2 separate regions of the Gossypium arboreum genome follow, and region 2 is linked to region 1. Evidence: chromatin contacts called from public Hi-C data. All regions are on one chromosome and are shown on one strand. Each heading gives the region's core, a stretch centred on a gene start, on an enhancer-like site or on the middle of the called end of the contact. The rest is flanking DNA. Distances are from core to core; before and after follow the strand shown.

Evidence for each region. A called contact is a pair of places that touch in the nucleus more often than the background predicts.
Region 2: a Hi-C map of leaf shows a contact between it and region 1, with 2.4 times the contacts expected there. The contact joins the promoter of LOC108483996 here to the promoter of LOC128295438 in region 1. A contact is called at or near these places in 2 of 5 Hi-C or Micro-C datasets (both in leaf).

The regions. Positions count from the first base shown.
Region 1 is chr7:85,463,774-85,467,035 of ASM2569848v2, forward strand. LOC128295438 reads left to right here and starts at 1,887. Exons shown (of 8, transcript XM_053031017.1): 1 at 1,887-1,901; 2 at 2,037-2,318; 3 at 3,002-3,262. The coding sequence starts at 1,887. It overlaps LOC128295199 (a long non-coding RNA gene), which reads right to left and starts at 1,682. Exons shown (of 3, transcript XR_008285541.1): 1 at 1-1,682.
Region 2 is chr7:85,598,936-85,602,237 of ASM2569848v2, forward strand. It overlaps LOC108483996 (BURP domain-containing protein 14-like), which reads right to left and starts at 1,770. Exons shown (of 2, transcript XM_017787592.2): 1 at 1,642-1,770; 2 at 1-1,549. The coding sequence starts at 1,695.

The DNA of each region.
Region 1 (3,262 bases), core at 637-3,136:
AATAAATTAAACCATTGGGGAATATGTGCAGTGGACGAGAGAAATAAATTGAGAATGATAAAAATATATATGTATATATATTAGTTGTTAGTTTACGATAATAACATCTTTAATTACGAGCTTAAGGTAATTAATTCTTCGATTAATCAAACATAACGTTAATGATCATACTGAACATGTTAAGTAATCAACCTACAATATTGACTTTACACTTTTGAATTAATAATTGTGAAGGAAAAGAAAGAAAATGAAAGTAAAAGAAAAGAAGGTTAAGTTTGGATTATTAAAATTAATAATGCAAATGAAAGAAAAAGAAACAGAATTTAACCATTTTTGTTTGGTTATACTATGAAAATGAAAGGAAATGATTGAAATAATTATAATTATAATTAAATAAATAGTTTGATCGTTTAAAACAATTTCCTAGTAAAGGCTATGGAAGAAGTCTCTCTGAACTCTAGTAACATTTCTTCTCATCTGGTTATAGGTGATGGAGATGAGGCTCGGTCATATGCCGACCATATAACCAAGAAAGTTCGATTCAAAGAAAGAATTGATGAGCAAGATACTGATATGGTGGTGGACTCTGGTTCGAGCTAATGATATCTTGGAATGACAAACTTCTGGGGGGTAATCTTGGAGCGATTGATAAAGTAAAGATGGATTCTCCTAATGTCGACACTGATGATGACTTAGATTTTTTTGAAGGAGACATTCGCAGATCTATTGTCAATGGTATTCCTGCCATTGATTTTTCTGAGAGGATTTAAAAAACCCTCTTCAAAGAAATGGAACTTAAAGTAGTAATTAAATTACTTGGGAGAAACATTGGATATGGGGTCCTTAATAACCTAATTAGCAGTCTTTAGAACCCTATCAAGCCATTCCATCTTATGGATATTGAGAACTGATATTATCTGGTAAAATTTCAATCTATTGATGATTATACCAAAGCTCTGTCCCAAGGTCTTTGGATGATTTATGGCCAATACTTGACAGTTCAACCTTGGACAAAAGATTTTAATCCCTCTCAATCTTACCCAAGCATTGTTTTGGTATTAATAAGGTTATCAGGTCTCCTTGTTTTTTTATACAAGAGAAAAATTATTGACGAAATTGGAGGTACCATTGGGAAGGTAGTTCGACTGGACTTTAATATTGATAGCAGGACTAGAGGCAGGTTCGCTAGAATGGTAGTTTATATTAATTTGGACAAACCTTTGATTGCTCAAGTTCTTGTTAATGGTAGAAATCAGAGGGTTGAATATGAAGCTTTACCGACCATTTGTTTCACCTGCGGAGAGTATGGCCATACAAAGGAGCTATGTGTTTCGATGAAACTGATTTCTGGCTTGGAGAAGATTCAAGGGAACAACACATCAATGGAGAAGGGGGAAGGAGGTGAATCGGTGGCGTACGGTCCATGGATGGCTGTCGAAAGGAAAATCGATGAAATTCTCGGAATACTATTCCAATCAAAACGGATACTAAGGAGAAAGGGAAATCAGGGTCTAGATTTGGTACCTTGGCTAATATGGAAGGTATGACTGTTTTGGGAAAAGAGCAGAATAAAAGAAAAGAAAGGAAGGAGGCTGATTTTCAGGAGAATTTTAAAGCTGCGGTATTGGAAGGAAAGCAGAAGCTCGTATATCAGGGAAGCCCTAATTTTAATAGGTATATGCGATTGGGGGAAGTTTTGATGGATGCTGGGCCTTTCAATTTTATTTTCAGATTATAATGGAGAAGTGGGTCGAAAGTCTGAGGAAGGGGTTTTGGGCCTTGGAGTAACTATGCCATCTGCTAGCAAGTAGAATTCTGACCCACCAATAATTAACCATTTTTAGGTCACTAAGTAGGCGGGCCCTAATGCCGCAATTTCGGATGTTATGTCCACCGAACCAGTGAGTATTATTACGCCTATTTCGGTTCCTAATTTTAACCCTTCGAATTACTTAAATTTCAATAAATCACAAGTCTCTAATTTTATTTCAACTCCTGTTAACTCAACGCATATTAATCCTATTTTTGATAACCAGAAGAAGGTTTTAAATGGGGTTTCTACATTGACTTCGAAACTTGTTTCTTCAGCGATAGAACCAATAGAAGTACATGTTGTGAATTCCCAAGATGGATTAAGTGTTTCCAAACATACTGCTGTTTCTTTTAAAGTAAAAGGGTCACTTGAAGATGCCATTTTAAAAAAGGCCTCTCCATTGAATACGGTTGCTAGTAAAAGCAAGAATATGGGGAAATTATCGGGGAGCAAAAAATGGGGTTCCAGGCCACTAGGAAAATTAATAAAATCCCTTATGGGAAAGGTATTAGTAATAAAAATAAAAATTCTTCAAAAATTTCTTTAAGTGATTCTATGTCTAGGTTGGCCCAGTCTGTTTCCTCTCCTTAGAGTTCTGACCCTGTTACAGGTGATAGTAGGGAAGATAATAGTAATTAATTTTGCCTAGTTTTTTTCTGGTTTGGTTGTTATTGTGGTTTATTATTATTATTATTTTTACTATTTTATTTTAATTCTTTATGTATTCTAATCTTTCTATTTTTTCTTGGAACTGCCAAGGTTGTTCGAGTAGTAAGTTTCTCCACACTTTTCGTGAGTATAATTTAGAATATAATCCTGACATTGTATTTTTTTGGAGTCGAGAGTAAGTGGTAAAAAAGCTTATTCTATCTTTGAAAAATTGGGTTTTGATTTTTCTCATCGTATTGAGTCTGTTGGTTTTTTTGGTGGCATTTAGGTTGGATGGAAGGATTCTTTATCCATTAATATTATTCATAATCATCCCCAGTTCATGCTTTTACGTATTTAGGGCAATAATCATCTCCACTTTAGTTGGAGTTGTTAGAGGTTTTGCCTCAAGATCCTTTGCCTTGGGTAATTTTGGGGTACCTTAATGCCATCTTTTCTGATAAGGATAAAAAAAGTGATCGCTCCATTGGTAAGAGATGTAAACTTTTTGGTAATTTTGTTGATTCATGTAACTTGCAGGATCTTGGTTTTATTGGTCCATCATTTACCTGTCAAAGAGGTAATACGCAAGAGAGACGTGATCGAGCTCTGACTAATGATGGTTGGATCTCTACGTTTCCACAGACTCTGGTTTATCACCTCTCTCGTATCAAATCGGATCATAAACCTATTCTTTTAAATTCTAATCCTGAATTTAGTTCCCTGAGAGGGAGACTGTTTCATTTTCTTGCAGGATGGACGAAGCACACAAATTTTAAAGAATTGGTTGTGGAAAAGTGG
Region 2 (3,302 bases), core at 520-3,019, 140 kb after region 1:
TCCAACCAGAAGTGTCCATATGGCAAACAACAAGAGCATCGACTTTATCTCCACTAATGTCACCAACTAGTTGGAGTCTGAAAGCTTTGGTCTCAGTGGCATCAAAGTGGCAAAAATGAACTGCATAAAGATATGGCATTGGATGACATGCCACCTTCTTTGGAGATTCAATCTCTCGAGGAGATTTCAAAACTGTGTAATTTTGAAATATTGGGGTTGTGATTGTTGGGTGCCTTGTGCTGATGAACTTGAAATCAACCTCGGGTCCAAACGCGTTGCTTAGAAAATCAAGTAAAGATTCTAACGAGGTAGCACAGATTTTGGTCTCCCCTTGAGCTGCTTCAAGTTCGCATTTTATGAGTGTATCTTGAACGGCTTTGCCTTTTGGAGAGTTTGGAGAAACTAAGAAGAATTGTAGAATATTGGAGAGTTGTGAAGATGAAAAAGGGATGGTGTCAGCGACTTCTTTGGGTAAGAAAGGAGGGTAAAGAGAGTGGTTTTTGATAGGGAAAAAGATGGGCAATTTTTTCCCTACGTTAAAGCCACGTAGTTCATCTATGGTAAACAAGCCTATCTCTGCACTTCCAACATGATTATGGTGGTTGTGGTGATGTTCCATGTTGTGGTTCTCCATTTCAGAAGATTGCTGCAGAGATTTTGTTTCCAAATCAAACGCTTTGTGAAAGTAAGCTGTGGAATATTTGTCTTCCAAACTCTTCATTGCTTTCCTTTCACCATGGCTTTCAGAATTAGAAGTTTGATGAAAATAAGCAGTAGCATATTTGTCTTCCAAACCCTTCACTTCTTTCCCTTCGCCATGGCTTTCAGAATTAGAAGTTTTGTGAAAGTAAGCCGTAGCATACTTGTCTTCCAAACCCTTCACTTCTTTCCCTTCGCCATGGCTTTCAGAATCAGAAGTTTTGTGAAAGTAAGCCGTAGTATACTTGTCTTCCAAACCCTTCACTTCTTTCCCTTCGCCATGGCTTTCAGAATTAGAAGTTTTGTGAAAGTAAGCCGTAGCATACTTGTCTTCCAAACCCTTCACTTCTTTCCCTTCGCCATGGCTTTCAGAATTAGAAGTTTTGTGAAAGTAAGCCGTAGCATACTTGTCTTCCAAACCCTTCACTTCTTTCCCTTCGCAATGGCTTTCAGAATCAGAAGTTTTGTGGAAGTAAAGATTAGCATATTTATCTTCCAAACCCTTCACTTCTTTCCCGTCGCCATGGCTTTCAGAATCAGAAGTTTTGTGGAAGTAAATATTAGCATATTTATCTTCCAAACCCTTCACTTCTTTCCCTTCGCCATGGCTTTCAGAATCAGAAGTTTTGTAAAAGTAAGCCGTAGCATACTTGTCTTCCAAACTCGTCACCTCCTTTTCTCTATCAAGATTTTCAGCATCAAAAGCTTTGTGGAAGTAAGCCGTAGAATATTTGTCTTCCAAATTCTTCACATCACCTCCATCAAAGTGATTTGCAGAATCAGAAGTTTTGTGAAAGTAAGCTGTAGCATATTTTTCTTCCAAATCCCTTCCTGCATTGCCTTTTCCACACTAAAAGAAGAAGAAGAAGCTAGAGTTAGTTAAAGAAAACTTTGGTTGATATGGATTGTAATATGTCACATCTTTGAATAACTAAAAATTACCATTAAAAACACAATGCATAATAAAAGAAGTGGAAAAGCGGATGGAAGAACCATTTCCTTTGATTTTTGGGAGCTTTCTTTTATCTGATGTTTTTGGGATGAAAAGCTTTGAAGGTTATAAAGCTATTTATAAGCAAGGGGAAGGCTTTAATTATGGATCTTATTTGTGAGTCTTTACTTTTTTATCATTTAAATATGTACGGATTAGTGTAATAACCCCAACACTAGCAAATAAAGCACCTTTGGATTTTTAAATATGTAAGTTTGTGATAAAAATATTGTTAAATAAAATGTTTTTATGATTTTTAAAAATATTTTTGGGGTAAAACTGTCTTGCAAAATAGAAAATTATAGTTTTTACTTAAAAGTGTTTTTTATAAAAGTGCTCCTTAATGTTAAATTCACCTAATTATTATTTTAATGAAATTATTTAGGAAACGTTGGTAAGCATTTAGTGGCATTAGTTTAAAAATATTCAAATAATTTTTTAACAATTTTATTATCCATATCTGGTTTTTTATTTTATATATAAAATATTTAGAATTACTCATAATCCTTCCTCAATTCATAAATTGAAGGATAATGTATTTTAATGCACTCAAATCCACATCCTTCCACATTAACAACAATACTCATAACAATCGAACTAAAACTCAATTGACTATTCAATTCTTTTTTCTAATTTACAATAACTCTAATATAATTCATTATTACAAGCATTAAATCAAATTGATAACTCAAATCATAAAATATAAAATTGAATAATAATTAAAGATATATTAATATAGTAATAAAAGGAAACCAAACCAAATAATATGTAAGTATAAGTAATGCATATTTCCTTTAACTAAATAACACAAATAACAATGTATTCTTTTTATTTCACAAATAGCCTTTAAAAAATTGTAATGTGTGTGTTTTTTAAAATATTTATTATATCCTAGAATACTTGTTAATCATTTAACCTTACTTGTAAGTTTAAAAACTCCACTGATAGATTATTAAATATTTTCTAATAAAAAATATTTAAAAGAAAAAAAAAGTTAATATACTAAAAGACCTCTTAAACTACTACACTTTGTTTAAACAAGTCCTTATATTAAATTTGTAGTTAAATAAGTCCCTAAATTATAATTTTTACCCATAAAACCCTTAATTTTAATATTAAAGTAAAAATATTAAATGTCCCATTAAAAATGTCATAGTTGACTTTTTTAGTAAACTTTGATCTCTATTATTTAAAATATTTTAATTAATTAATTTTTATAGAATATATATTTAATAAACTACTTCATTGGAAATTATTAAAATATAATCTTCTCAAATTTTTATCACTAATATATGACAACTTTACTGGAATGAAAGTAGTATTAATTAATTTTAAGTAAATATTCATCTAAAATTTAATATAATATCCCAAAATTTCTCATTACATATTCTTATTTATTGAGGGTAAATCAAATTTATTTGATGTTTAGATTATCAGTTGGTTGTCCGATCCGTTTTAGTAAAATCTTGTAATTGTATTAAGTTGGACGAAGAATTTTAGAGTTTCTAATTGATATAATAATATATTTAATTTTAAATTTATATATTATATTAATTTGATCTTAATTTTAAATAATTCAATAAATTTAACTTTTGAGATGAAATTAACCTTA